Linked DNA regions of Oncorhynchus mykiss: region 1 is linked to region 2. Evidence: chromatin contacts called from public Hi-C data. All regions are on one chromosome and are shown on one strand. The core of a region is the stretch at or near the end of the contact, and the rest is flanking DNA. Distances in the headings are between cores, read along the strand shown. Region 1 holds the start of LOC110491482 (thyroid hormone receptor alpha-like). Region 2 holds the start of LOC110491480 (ATP-dependent RNA helicase DHX8).

What was found. A called contact is a pair of places that touch in the nucleus more often than the background predicts.
Region 1: a contact with region 2 is called in a Hi-C map of liver, with 6 times the contacts expected there. The contact joins the promoter of LOC110491482 here to the promoter of LOC110491480 in region 2. A contact is called at or near these places in 2 of 3 Hi-C or Micro-C datasets (blood and liver).

Annotation. Positions count from the first base shown.
Region 1 is chr16:17,866,310-17,873,291 of USDA_OmykA_1.1, forward strand. It overlaps LOC110491482 (thyroid hormone receptor alpha-like), which reads right to left and starts at 2,535. Exons shown (of 11, transcript XM_021564965.2): 1 at 1,945-2,535.
Region 2 is chr16:17,689,283-17,696,252 of USDA_OmykA_1.1, forward strand. LOC110491480 (ATP-dependent RNA helicase DHX8) reads right to left here and starts at 4,800. Exons shown (of 22, transcript XM_021564962.2): 1 at 4,608-4,800; 2 at 4,168-4,253; 3 at 2,741-2,813; 4 at 1,969-2,060; 5 at 1,742-1,845; 6 at 1,283-1,645; 7 at 1,008-1,152; 8 at 616-819; 9 at 431-518; 10 at 235-332; 11 at 1-121. The coding sequence starts at 4,758.

The DNA.
Region 1 (6,982 bases), core at 1,285-3,784, 170 kb after region 2:
GTCGAGCGTGTGTAGCAAGCTAATTAGTTTAAATATCAAACAGTACTGCCACAGCAGCATAACATTTGATTAACACTTGATAACACTTGATTTACATCACCATCAATATTCGGCCTGGTTGGCTGATAGCACTTAATAATTTCCTTAGCTGCGGGAAAGTTGCTGGAGCTGCTGCAGCACCCCTGATATATGTAAATACATGTGCCAAAGTTATAGAATTACTGCTGTCTGTTCAGAAAGAAATGACATTTTCAGAATAGCCTACTGTACCCGAGTAGTCCTATAATGTAGCCACAGAGGATCAATAGCTTTTTATTTTTTATTGCCTAGATGTGGTTGGAAAGCAAAATGGCTCCTGCTGAAGAGAGAAGACTCTAATCTGTCTGCTTTAAGCTACCTTAATATTTAATCAACTTCCAAATAGGCCTATTGAGCAAACATTGTTTTAAGTAAAACAAGAGAGAAGTAGGCTTTGGCACGAGCGCATAGCGAGCTGTGCATTATTAGGCGAGTCAGTGAAACTGAAAAGCTTTTTTAGGACTATAATTTTCTTGTCATATTGTACAATATGTGTGTCTCCACACACACCTAGGCCCAGGCTATTGATGGATTCAAGACAAGGTTGTTTTTATTGATCTTAGATTCTCAGTTGGTCAGTGTCAAAGTAGCCTGTCATTTCCATCAGTTGTGCCGTATTACAAAAGTATCCAGTCCTGCACAATGATGTATAATTGCATGAAATGCGCTTATAAAAGGCCACATTTTTCCTGGACCCTAGGCTCCTAAAAATGGTCCCCATGTGGTCAAAAACAAAACCATCAGTGATTGGATCATTTCGAACCAATCAGAGTATCAAAGCCAATGACACATTTTCAAAACGCCGCTTTACCCATGTGTGTTCTGGGTCTGGCCCAACCCATCCGTTTCTGGGACCAATCAGACGGTCTAGAATGGATTTGCTCGAGGGGGAGGGGGGGCATTCCTGCAGAGCCAGGAATGACCAGATGCAGGAACGCCCCGAATTGCGGGCTGCAGTTGTACACTATTGACTGATTGAGGAGAAGAAACTTTAATGTCCATAGGCGTGGTGTTGCGTTTGGCCAGAGCATAGAGTTTGGATAGCCAGGCAACATTTAAATGGACATTACTGTATGACAGCACTAAGAAAACAGACACATTTATTATAATAGAATAGTAAGTAACGTTGTACCAAGCTATTGACATTACACAGGAATTTCCCAAACAAGACTAAATGATATGGCTGTGCGTAACTGCCATGTGTTCCATGATATTTCCCAGGTCCATATTGTTGGTATGCCCTATGACTGTCAATATTCCTGGAGCTATAGGCCTAGAATTATCCGTTTCATTCTGCGGTATCATAGCAAATGTGATGTGTAATTTGTACTGTAACCCTTAGAAGTTGGCAGTTAGCCAAACTATTTGCTGCAACTGTGCTACAAACATACCTGCACCAGATTTGAACAATATGACACTTACATGCTAAAATAATATTTGAACCTCCTACACACAAAGCCACACAACCTGCACAATAATAGACAGGTGCGTGTGTGTGTGTGTGTGTGTGTGTGTGTGTGTGTGTGTGTGTGTGTGTGTGTAGTATCATAAATTAATAAATACAAGTTAGGCCCCTCAGTTGATTATGTGAACACATTGCACACGGACTATCTGCATCGACAACTACATCAGACAATAAATTAAATAAACACTACAACAACAGTACAACAGTAATTGCGGCGAATTATATTTTAGCACGCAAACTGTAGGAGGCCAAGGTGAAGCTATACTGTAGCCTACATAACGCTGCTGATCTGTCAAACCATGCAGCTACTAGGGCTAGCTTGGACAGAAAAATACGCACAAATGCGACATACACGGTGGGTAGAACACGTTTGAAAGTAAATATGTGCCAATGAGACTCACCGTCAGGTTCTTCTACTGTTTTGGACGGGAATACGGTTGTTTTGAGACTGAAACGAGGATGAAAAAGTCAAAGCCTCTCCGTATAAAGCGCAAGTGGAGTGGTAGGGTATGCAACTGCACAGTACCGGGCTTTTCTATTTAAAAAAATTCCTCTGCAAAGCGCCGCTTGCCGTCAAAACGTCTCGTGCGGTTCCTAATTTGCACTTAAACAAAGTCACAAGGTGCTCTTTATTTGGGATTTCCCATGAGGTGTGTGTAAAAAGGTGCTCCAGTAACGTTTCGGTAGGCTGCCACGACAGGGAAATGGAATCAAGAGATATACTATTGCTCCTCCCTCCGCATATGTACAGTATGGGGCGCACACTGCTCTGGGCCAATGCAATGCTCTGGGCCCGCATAAAACAATTTAATAAAACTAGCTATCTACCGCTCTCTACAGGACTACCACTCTCTACAGGACTAACACTGTAAAGTACAAACACATCTACCTCTGATTCTAAAAACGTCTTTAAAAGTAGCAATATTCGCTTTGAATGTGAGACCATGAGAATGAATGTAGCCTAGTGTGGAGATGTTGCGCATCCCCTGGCATTCACACTGATACAAGTCTGGCGTGGTGCGTTATTCTCGTCCTCATATAGGCTAGGTTCGCCGAGGACGCGGTCCAGCTCCTCCCTTCACAAAAAAGAATGAAAGACCTCAAGTACCTGACTTGCCTTACCCGATGGGAGATGAGGTTAGGTGAGGACCATGAATGAGCTTTTCTCAATAAGACAAAACCATTTTCAATCAAACTATTAAATACCCTAAAATAAATTACACCTATGAGATGAAAATATGAGGCTATTAATAAAATAAAACAATTCTTATCACATGCCATGCTTATTGTCTGCTTATAATGATACACCTTGAAGGTATTCTATAGTCTACAGCATATTTGTATGGACCCTGAAAACCTACGCATCTGACTGACAATATTTTGCACCGAACGCTGAGGGAGGACTTGGAGACAGGGCTCAACACTTGGGCAATGTTAAATACTCTACAGATAGCAGATGGGAAATTGTTATTAATAATGCGAGAAAGCCTGTCTGCAAAGCAGAAGTTTGGGTCGTATCCAAGAGCAATATGGGAGTGGATTGCATTTTCTGTCATATTGTATCAGTAGGAAGAGCTCCACATGTTACTGCCTAGAGACAACAAACTGGCTAGCTTATATAAGGATTTGATTTAATAACTTCCAAAATATGTATTTTACCATGACCCCAATGATGATGATTCCAAAACTGTCCATTGCTTTATATTAAGGTGACGTGCTAAAACATGACAACTTTTGCTTCCATTCGGCCTAAATAATCCCCCTCTTTTTCCCATTAAACAGAGCACTAAGATTTATATCATGGCTGACAGATATTTCCATCAATAGCATATGGATCCTTTTCTAGGTGGTAAGAGCTCATATATAAGAATTATGCTATTTCTGCTGTTAGAGAGAACTCACACATTAAATGGCACAGGGTTTGAGAAATCATGAGGCATGATGATATATGCTTCCAAGGCATCAACGATGATTCCGAAAAATTCTGTCTATTTCACCCATTTCCATCTCATCTAAGAGCTGCATGGACATGGCTGAGCAGAATGTATGCTTACTGGCTCGGTTCAGTCAAACCTCAGTCACATCATCTAATCTTCCAGACAAATATGTTTAGAGAAAAGCACACTATCAGGTGTATTAGGATATGTTTTCAGAACATTTAATGCTAGCACTTGTGACATGTACATTGGATGGAATCAACTATCGATTGAAATCCCCCGTGTGAGGGAATAGAGATGGATCCTTCGTTGCTAAACCCTTGTCAACATGGTGTGTGCCTGACTGATGTACAGCAGATGGGATCTGGGAGGTTTGATATGGGGAGTTGCTGTCTTTGATGGCAGCACCCTACACATTTCCGTTTGATCACACTGAGCAACAGTGTTTTCCCCCGGAACAAAGCAGCTAGTCCATCATAGGCTCATCTGACAGTCTGATCAAATTTATGTGTGTGTGTGTGTGTGTGTGTGTGTGTGTGTGTGTGTGTGTGTGTGCGTGCGTGCGCGTGCGTGCGTGTGTGTGTGTGTGCGTGCGTGCGCGTGTGTGTGCCTGTGCGCGTGTGTGTGTGTGTGTGTGTGTGTGTGTGCGTGCGTGTGCATGTGTGTGTGTGCGTGTGGGTGTCTGTAGGGGATTGAAGGGGCAGAGTGGAGGACTAGAGTGTCGAAAGGGCAATAGTAATTATTTTAGCTTCCATCGTGTGTTCAAATGACATGTAAACAAAGCAGTCAGTCCAATCACTGACTAGAGCACCCAACTGTTGTTCAATCCCTCTTGATATTGGTTGCTAGTCCCCCGCTTTAACCACTAGGCTACCCTGCCTAGTGGTTAAGCAAGCAAGCTGTATGTGAATGCAGGGCCTTTGATGGCGAACGTTCTCCAGCCTTTAGCATTTTTAAACTAAAAGGCATTGTTTCCAATGTATCTCACAGATTGCTGTGTGCAACAACAGTGGAACAGGAGGTTTGTTCCAGTTTGATCCCACAATCAGCTTTTTCATGTTGAAAGGCAGTGTTGAACGAAACCATCAGCCTTCCAATTTTACCTCTTCTTTGTCACAAAGAGGTTGACAGCTACTGGAGATGGTCTACGGTTGTCTAAGTTTGGCTAACTGCCATTAACTCTCAAAACATGGGGTTGATCATTCCACGCTCATCTGCAGAGAACTGATTTCCACGGTTGCACTACAAACAAGAAAAGAAAGTGCCAAAGATATAGAAACATCACTAGAATACCTAATCTTGGTACCCAGAACCAATTTTAAAAGTGCACGCTGACCAGCTACTCGATCTAACAGTAACAAGAGACTACTGGAGTATTACCATTTGAAGCCATCCTCCCAAATCATCCAGGGATGATGGTTTAGGCGGGATACAGTAGGTCAAGACTATAATTGGATCATGTGAGACATGCAAAGAAAGGAATGTCCACTTCCCGCCATCAAACCACACGCTACACAAGCATTTCGCTACACCCGCGATAACATCTGCTAAATATGTGTATGTGTAACAGTATGACTTTAGTCCGTCCCCTCGCCCATACCCGGGCTCGAACCAGGGACCCTCTGCACACATCAACAACTGACACCCACGAAGCATCGTCACCCATCGCTACACAAAAGCCACGGCCCTTGCAGAGCAGGGGGAACCACTACTTCAAGGTCTCAGAGCAAGTCATGTCACTGGTTGAAACGCTATTAGCGCGCACCACCGCTAACTAGCTAGCCATTTCACATCCGTTACATATGCAACCAATAAAATGTGATTTGTGTTAACCGTGACAAGCGCTATGTAAATACTTGACCTTAATGACAAGTCTACAGCTTGTAAACTCTAATCCAATAAATGAATGGGATAGTAAAACCCCTCTTAAAAGGAATCCAAAACACACATGTGCGCACGAACGTACAGTGCACACACTCACAGTCAGCTTTCAATTCCTATAATCCAATTACAAATATGCACTTTTGGATTATTTTTAATTATGTCACACGCACGCACGCACACAAACACACGCACATGTGCACGCGCACACGCACGCACACACACACACACACACACACACACACACACCTATCCTATCTAAGGTCTTCGAAAGCCAAGTCAACAAACAGGTCACTGACCATCTTGAATCCCACTGTACCTTCTCCGCTGTGCAATCTGGTTTCCGAGCCGGTCACGGGTGCACCTCAGCCACACTCAAGGTACTAAACGATATCATAACCGCCATTGATAAAAGACAGTACTGTGCAGCCGTCTTCATCGACCTTGCCAAGGCTTTCGACTCTGTCAATCACCATATTCTTATCGGCAGACTCAGTAGCCTCGGTTTTTCGGATGACTGCCTTGCCTGGTTCACCAATTACTTTGCAGACAGAGTTCAGTGTGTCAAATCGGAGGGCATGCTGTCCGGTCCTCTGGCAGTCTCTATGGGGGTGCCACAGGGTTCAATTCTCGGGCCGACTCTTTTCTCTGTATACATCAATGATGTTGCTCTTGCTGCGGGCGATTCCCTGATCCACCTCTACGCAGACGACACCATTTTATATACTTTCGGCCCGTCATTGGACACTGTGCTATCTAACCTCCAAACAAGCTTCAATGCCATACAACACTCCTTCCGTGGCCTCCGACTGCTCTTAAACGCTAGTAAAACCAAATGCATGCTTTTCAACCGATCGCTGCCTGCACCCGCATCCCCGCCTAGCATCACCACCCTGGATGGTTCCGACCTAGAATATGTGGACATCTATAAGTACCTAGGTGTCTGGCTAGACTGCAAACTCTCCTTCCAGACTCATATCAAACATCTCCAATCGAAAATCAAATCAAGAGTCGGCTTTCTATTCCGCAACAAAGCCTCCTTCACTCACGCCGCCAAGCTTACCCTAGTAAAACTGACTATCCTACCGATCCTCGACTTCGGCGATGTCATCTACAAAATGGCTTCCAACACTCTACTCAGCAAACTGGATGCAGTCTATCACAGTGCCATCCGTTTTGTCACTAAAGCACCTTATACCACCCACCACTGCGACTTGTATGCTCTAGTCGGCTGGCCCTCGCTACATATTCGTCGCCAGACCCACTGGCTCCAGGTCATCTACAAGTCCATGCTAGGTAAAGCTCCGCCTTATCTCAGCTCACTGGTCACGATGGCAACACCCACCCGTAGCACGCGCTCCAGCAGGTGTATCTCACTGATCATCCCTAAAGCCAACACCTCATTTGGCCGCCTCTCGTTCCAGTACTCTGCTGCCTGTGACTGGAACGAATTGCAAAAATCGCTGAAGTTGGAGACTTTTATCTCCCTCACCAACTTCAAACATCAGCTATCTGAGCAGCTAACCGATCGCTGCAGCTGTACATAGTCTATTGGTAAATAGCCCACCCATTTTCACCTACCTCATCCCATACTGTTTTTATTTATTTATTTTTCTGCTCT
Region 2 (6,970 bases), core at 3,550-6,049:
TGTTCAGGCCCATGGGGATGGAGTCCATCTCGGCCTCTCGCTGACACTGCTTCACTTCCCTCCTCTCCTTAGCCAAAGCACTCTGCATCATGGCTGCCTGGGACAGCGAGCCGTCTGGATTCTGACAAAGGGAAACAGAGCGGGCTGCATTGGTTCACACTACTAAAAAAGGAAGAAAACAGTCAAACAAAATTGCCTTGAAAGTAGGATGGTCAAGGCCACACGGGAACATACCTTGACAATCTTGACAGGGCTCATGTCCATACTCTGTTTAGTGTGTCCTCTCAGGAACGGAGGCTCCTCCTCCACCAGCTCAATCTCCAGGTCCTCGTCTGAAAGAAAGACACAAAGCTATTCAGAACCCAACGCACTGATGTGAATCTCAGCCGACACCGGTTTTCTATACACAATAACAAAAGACATGTTTTACCTTCTTCGTCATCTACTTTGGGGAGGATACCGGTCTCCTCATCAAAGTCAGGGAACTCCTCTTTAGAAAGAACATTAGCAGCAATCATCTGAGGGCAGATAATTTTAAAAAAAGAGCATGATTAGATCAAAATGACATTAAAACAACAGGCACGATGTCTTGATAAGCTACGCGTGTACACATACCTGTTTGATCTCCCACTTCTCGGGGTCCGATATCTTGGTCAGCCTCTTGCGCTCCAGTGTGTCGTCCTCCAACTCAGGGGCGTGGCCCAAGTTGAGGTTGGTTGGGCGGTCGGGGTTCCTCATGATTTTCTCCTCCTCACCATCAGGGCCCTGGTTCCTCCTCCGGTTGGGGTTCAGGTCCTCCCCTGTTTCCTGGTCTACATCCTGGAAACCAAGAGGGGAACAAGTGTTTCAATAATTCAGAAAGGTCTTTCATAGTCCTTTCCAAAAGTTTCAAATTCCTTTTTTTTTTTTGCCATCATGATTATCAGAGCTTGTTGAGAGACCACATTTGCTCCATATAGTATATCACACCCAAAGGACCGTAGGCCTTGACTTCATTCCCGCCTCACCTTCATACTGAGACTGGTCTTGGAGCCAGTGAAGGACAGCACCTTGATCTTGACCCTTTGACCTTTCTGGACCACATCAGCCACATTGGCAACGCGTCCCTCTCTGCGCAGCTCGGAGATGTGGACTAAGCCCTCCCAGCGTTTCCTACAATGCAAAACAAATAAGGCTTTCAACACTGGCCACTCAAAAGCAAACCAAGTTCAAACACAAACTAGATCCATTACTATTGAACTAATGACCTTCGACATAGCATTAACCCAACTGATTTACTGACCTCAGCCCTTCCAGTTGCACGAAGCAGCCAAACTGCATGATGCTGGTGATTTTGCCATTGAAGATGTCCCCTACAGTAGGCTCCTCTGGTGGAGGACGGTCCACGTGTTTGTCCTTCCACCGGTCCGAGCCTTCCTTTGTGTCCCTGTCTCGGTCTCTGTGGGGGCTGGGGGTACGGCTGCGCTCATTCCAGCGAGACGCACGTTTCTTACCACGGTCGCGGTCCCGCTCACGGTCTCTCTCTCTCTGACGGTCCCGGTCCCTAGAGCGAGACCTAGAGCGTGAGCGGGACCGAGAACGGTGACGCCGCCTCCTGTCCCGGTCTCGGCTCCGACTTCTGCTGTGCCTCCTCTTTTTGTCCGACCTGAGAAATACAAAACAGGTCACATAACCTATGTAACAACTGAGAAAAACGTTGCACTTGAAACCAATAAGAATTTTACTGGTGAAAGCCCTTTACCTGCTCTTGCTCTTTGAGTCTGATCTGCTCACACTGGGCATGAACATCTCCAACTCCTTCATGGCAGCGTCGGCGATCTTCACATCGTCTTCATCCAATATGGCCTTGGGGGAGGGGGTCCGAAACGGTAGGCCAAATGTCAGCAGATCAAAGTCAACCACAAAGTAAAGCCTATAATATACATTTCACCTGCAAATTAACCAGGTTATAACAACAACAAAATGTACCTTGGGAGCAGGATCGTCTGGCCTGCATAATGCAGGAAACAATTCCTTCAGCTTGTCCTTGTCACTCTTCTGCTTGACCACAGGTTCAAAGGCTAAAATCACAGAGTAAAGGGTCAGCAACTCAGCATATCATCAAGCCCACAACATTGTAACAATAGCACATGCACTGAGTGTACAACACATTAAGGACACCTGCCCTTTCCATGACATAGACTGATCAGGTGAAAGCTATGATCCCTTACTGATGTCACTTGTTAAATCCACTTCAATCAGTGTAGATGAAGGGGAGGAGAGGTTAAAGAAAGATTTTTAAGCCGTGAGACAATTGAGACATGGATTGTGTATGTGTGCAGTTCAGAGGGTGAATGGGCAAGACAAAATATTCAAGTGTATTTGAACAGGGTATGGTAGTAGGTGTGAGATGTACCAGTTTGTGTCAACTGCAACGCTGCTGGGTTTTTCACAAACAACAGTTTCCCGTGTGTATTAAGAATGGTCCATCACCCAAAGGTCATCCAGCCACTATGACAACTCTGGGAAGCATTGGAGTCAACATGGGCCAGCATCCCTGTGGAATGCTTGACACCTTGAAGACTCCACGCCCTGACTAATTGAGGCTGTTCTGAGGGCGAGGTGTAACTCAATATTAGGAAGGTGCTCTTAATGTTTTGTACACCGAGTACACATAGCCCAGCCCATACCTTCAAAAATGTGCGCTAAGTGAAAAGCACACATCACATCAGAGGATACAGGTGGAATACAGATCACATACCTTTGCTTGAAGATGCCTTTGGTGGAGGCCGCATCGTTTGAATAAGTCTGAGCAAATTGCCGACGAGTGAATCCTGAAAGATGGAAAATAAATGTTACGTCTACATATCAGTTCCATAAACATCCATTTAGGTCAGGGGTCTCCAACAGGTCGATCGCAAGCTACCAGTAGCTCACAGCCCAACTATGAGTGGCTCGCCAAACAATTCTGAAAGTAGAAGCAATTTTCACGTATTCCACCGCACAACTGTCATAAACAAATCTCACAAGTATCAGACCCCGTAAGCTCCCAGCAACTATCTAATCAACGCAACGTTGACATTATCCCAACCCTGGTTAGCCACTACTGGCTTAAAAAGCCAAATCTAACACAATATCTACCAATTAATATCCAGCAATATTGCCCGCGTCTGTCTGTGTGGTGCATGTGTTTGTCTATCACTCTGTGTGTAGCCAGTTGATGTGGGTTGACAGAAATAAACTGTTAACTGCAAAGTCGGCTTACCTGGCAGATGTACACTACAGTTCAAAAGTTTTCGGGTCACTTAGAAATGTCCTTGTTTTTGAAAGAAAAGCACGTTTTCTGTCCATTAAAATAACATCAAATTGTTCAGAAATACAGTGTAGACATTGTTAAAGTTGTAAATGACTATTGTAGCTGGATATTTTTTTATGGAATATCTACATAGGCATACAGAGGCCCATTATCGCAACCATCACCCCTGTGTTCCAATGGCAAAATGGTTTTCTAATGATCAATTAGCCTAACAACGTGCCATTGGAACACAGGAGTGATGTTTGCTGATAATGGGCCGCTGTACGCCTATTTAGATATTCCATTAAAAATCAGCTGTTTCCAGCTACAATAGTCATTTATAACATTAACAATGTCTACACTGAATTTCTGATCAATTTGATGTTATTTCAAATGGACACCATTTTTTTTGTGCTTTTCTTTCAAAAACAAGGACATTTCTAAGGGATCCCAAACTTTTGAACGGTAGTGTATATAATTTGTATAGCAGAAGTATATCATGAGTAAGCATATTGTTTTATATATATTTCTTGTTATTTGCAAACTTTGCCATGAAATGAGCAGCAGCTGTACAGAACCATCACTAGACCGGCACAGATGGCACATTCCTTACTTGCTAGATGCGCAATTAAAGGGCCAGATGCTCAATTAAAGTGGAATTACACACAATAATCAGACCTAAAACAATATTTAAGCATTGACATGGACTCAGAACATTCAATTTTCTTGATTCTCAATTGTACTTTTCAGATGTAAAAAAAAATATATATGTAACAGATTTTATAGACCCCCCCCTCCTCCTCCTAGAGTTGATAACAGTGCACTACTTTCTCTTTTACACTAAGGATCAGGGGAGAGAAGAACGTGTCGATTTGAAAGCTGGAGAAACTTACTGTGAATTCTGCTCCATTTTTCAGCAGAAGTGATTTGAAGCCATCAAATGTTGGTTGCTTTTCAGCAAGGCTGATGACAAACTCAGCTGTAAAACAGCAAAGAAAATAACCACATTAACCACGTTAACTAGTCCTAAACATTTCGAGTGTAGCTTTGATTTGCTCGCTAAAATGGCTACTATAGCATGTCAGCTAGCGGCAGCGAGAAAGTTCGCATCGTTGTTAGTAACGTTATTAGCTGACTAAACTCAACTACACGGTTTACTAGTTAGTTACCTAACTTAGCTACGCTAATGAAATCATTAGCCAGTTTAATAGCTAGCTGGTTTACCCGAGAAGATGATCTCGAGTTGCTGCTAGCTAACGCGTCGCTAGCTGTTAGCCATTGTATTGCCAACTAACAAATATTATATTGAAAGTTCACTTTCAGTTTTACATACCTAGATCTTTATCACTTATCCCCAAATGGTTGTCGAGTTCTGTGCACACTTTGGATACCAACGAGAGGTATTCCAGTTGTTCTAGCTCGTTATCGCCGATGTGTGACATTATCCAAGAGACTGTTTTGTGTTCAGAAGAAAACAGCAGCATTCATTTTTTTTTTGGTAAGTGTCTCGTCAGCGACACTAAAAAAGTACTTCCGGGTAACTGAAGTTTGTAAACGTGTCAAATAAGAGTCCCCACGTAATAGTATAGCAGTGTCAATAACCTGTATTTATTCATGAAATATGAAAAATACTTCTCTGAACATGAACAATTATTCATATTTGCTCATTTTTAAGTGACATTTGATTTAAATGTGTTTTAAAACATGTCCCATGGTCAAATAAATGCCTCCAATGCAAATAACTGTGCATGAAATATAATAATATATTATATTCCCTACAAAACTTTTGCATAGCCACCTAGAATAGTTTTTGCTCTATTAGGCAACATGTTTTCCATGATTTGGTGGAGTAAAAAGCCAGCAAAACTCCATTCAATGACCCATGAAATGACACCATATATGGATTCTACTGACCCTACTGAGTATTCTACAATACTTTTCCTGCGGCACCTATAATCGTTTTTAAAATTATTATAAGCCCATATGTAATGCATATACAATGATTTGCATTGTACCACATTGTCCAGGCACCCCACTGTAAGCTGTTAGACCACAGTAAAAGTCCTGCAACACTTCCTATGACATAACTTTTTGTTCAAACTCTTGTATTCTAGGGACTTTAGAGAGTAGACTGGACCCTGGTTTTATGGACAAAAAATATATTGTTTTTCCTGTACAGTGCAAGTTGTTTGTGCAATACAACCAAAATACAATTCTCTTTAGTTTAAATTTTCCCCCCATGTAGTTATAATTTCTTTAACATAATTTTAACATTATGCTCTGTGCAAAGCTGCAAAAAAATATTGATATTGTATCACATGCATAGCGTTTTACCGTGGACTTTTATTTTGAAGGCAAAATCTGATAACCAGTCTTAGTGTGGATAGCTGGTGCTGCTGCCATGCCGCTATTACTTTTTTTGATGATGGAGAATGACACCATTTCCGATTCTGCCGGAAATTACTATGTGTGGTGTAGTTCTTCAATTTTGTCGCCTGGTGGTGCTAAAACCATTCCCGAGCTGGACGCTCGTGGAGCATTTAAGCCCTGAACAGCGCCTGACAGGTGACAGTGTCTCCAAGGCTGCGTGCCGCCCTCAAGACCAGAACCAATCGAATGAAGGGACGACGAGCCATGTTCAAACATATCCAGAAAGCTGAAGCATAGAGTAAAACATGTAATGTAGCCAGCATCTTTCAAAATTAAGTCAACTTTATACTGATATTACACTGATTGTTTGTTAGCTAGAAGCTCACTTGGCTAGCTAGTCTTGTGAGCTAGCAGTTAGCTAGGTAGTCGTGTTAGTTAGCTACTGTAGCTAGCTAGTTATTTTTTGCTGGTTGTGAGCTTGCATAACTGATATGTGCATAATTATAATGGGCACTTCCTGTTTTATGGGTAATATTTACATGTACAGAACTCCATTCCTGGCAGGCTGATTAGATTAGCTTTCAGCCTCAGAGCTTGAGCAGCTCAATAGCAGCTTTAGAGGCTGATGAAGTCACAATGCTGCCTTGTAGGCTGTTTCATGGGAAAAGCTCCTTGCAGGCATATTAGCCGTTAAAAGTACCTTATAGGCTGATGCCTATGATCCAGTGGGTAAGCTCTATTCCTGCCAGGCTGATCAGATGCAATAGCAGCCTCAGTGACTCATAAATTAGGATGCTGCCTTGTTGGCTGTTTCATGAGCACATTTTTTTTTTATCATTCTGAATGGGGTCAACACTGCTACATGACCTTAATTGTAGTCATTCTTCAAATCGGTGATAGGATGTACTACTTCAAATCAAATTTTATTTGTCACATACACATGGTTAGCAGATGTTATTGCGAGTGTAACGAAATGCAGGTGCTTCTAGTTCCAACAGTGCAGCAATATCAACAAGTAATCTAACAATTCCACAACAACTACCTAATACACACAAATCTAAGTAAAGGGATGGAATAAGATCTGCGCTAAACAAAGAATCAAGATGTTTATCTGTCTCTCTGTGACCGCCAATAACATCACAACGAAGTTGACTACAAATACAAAGTTGCCAATGTCTTTTCAATTGTTAAGCAAGCGAAGGACAAATTAAACGTTAAATGAATGCTTAAAATGGAAACAGAGAGAACTGCATTAAAATATAAATAGCCTACAGTATAGGCCGCACGTACAGTAGGCCTATATAATTAAATATTACTGAACTCAAT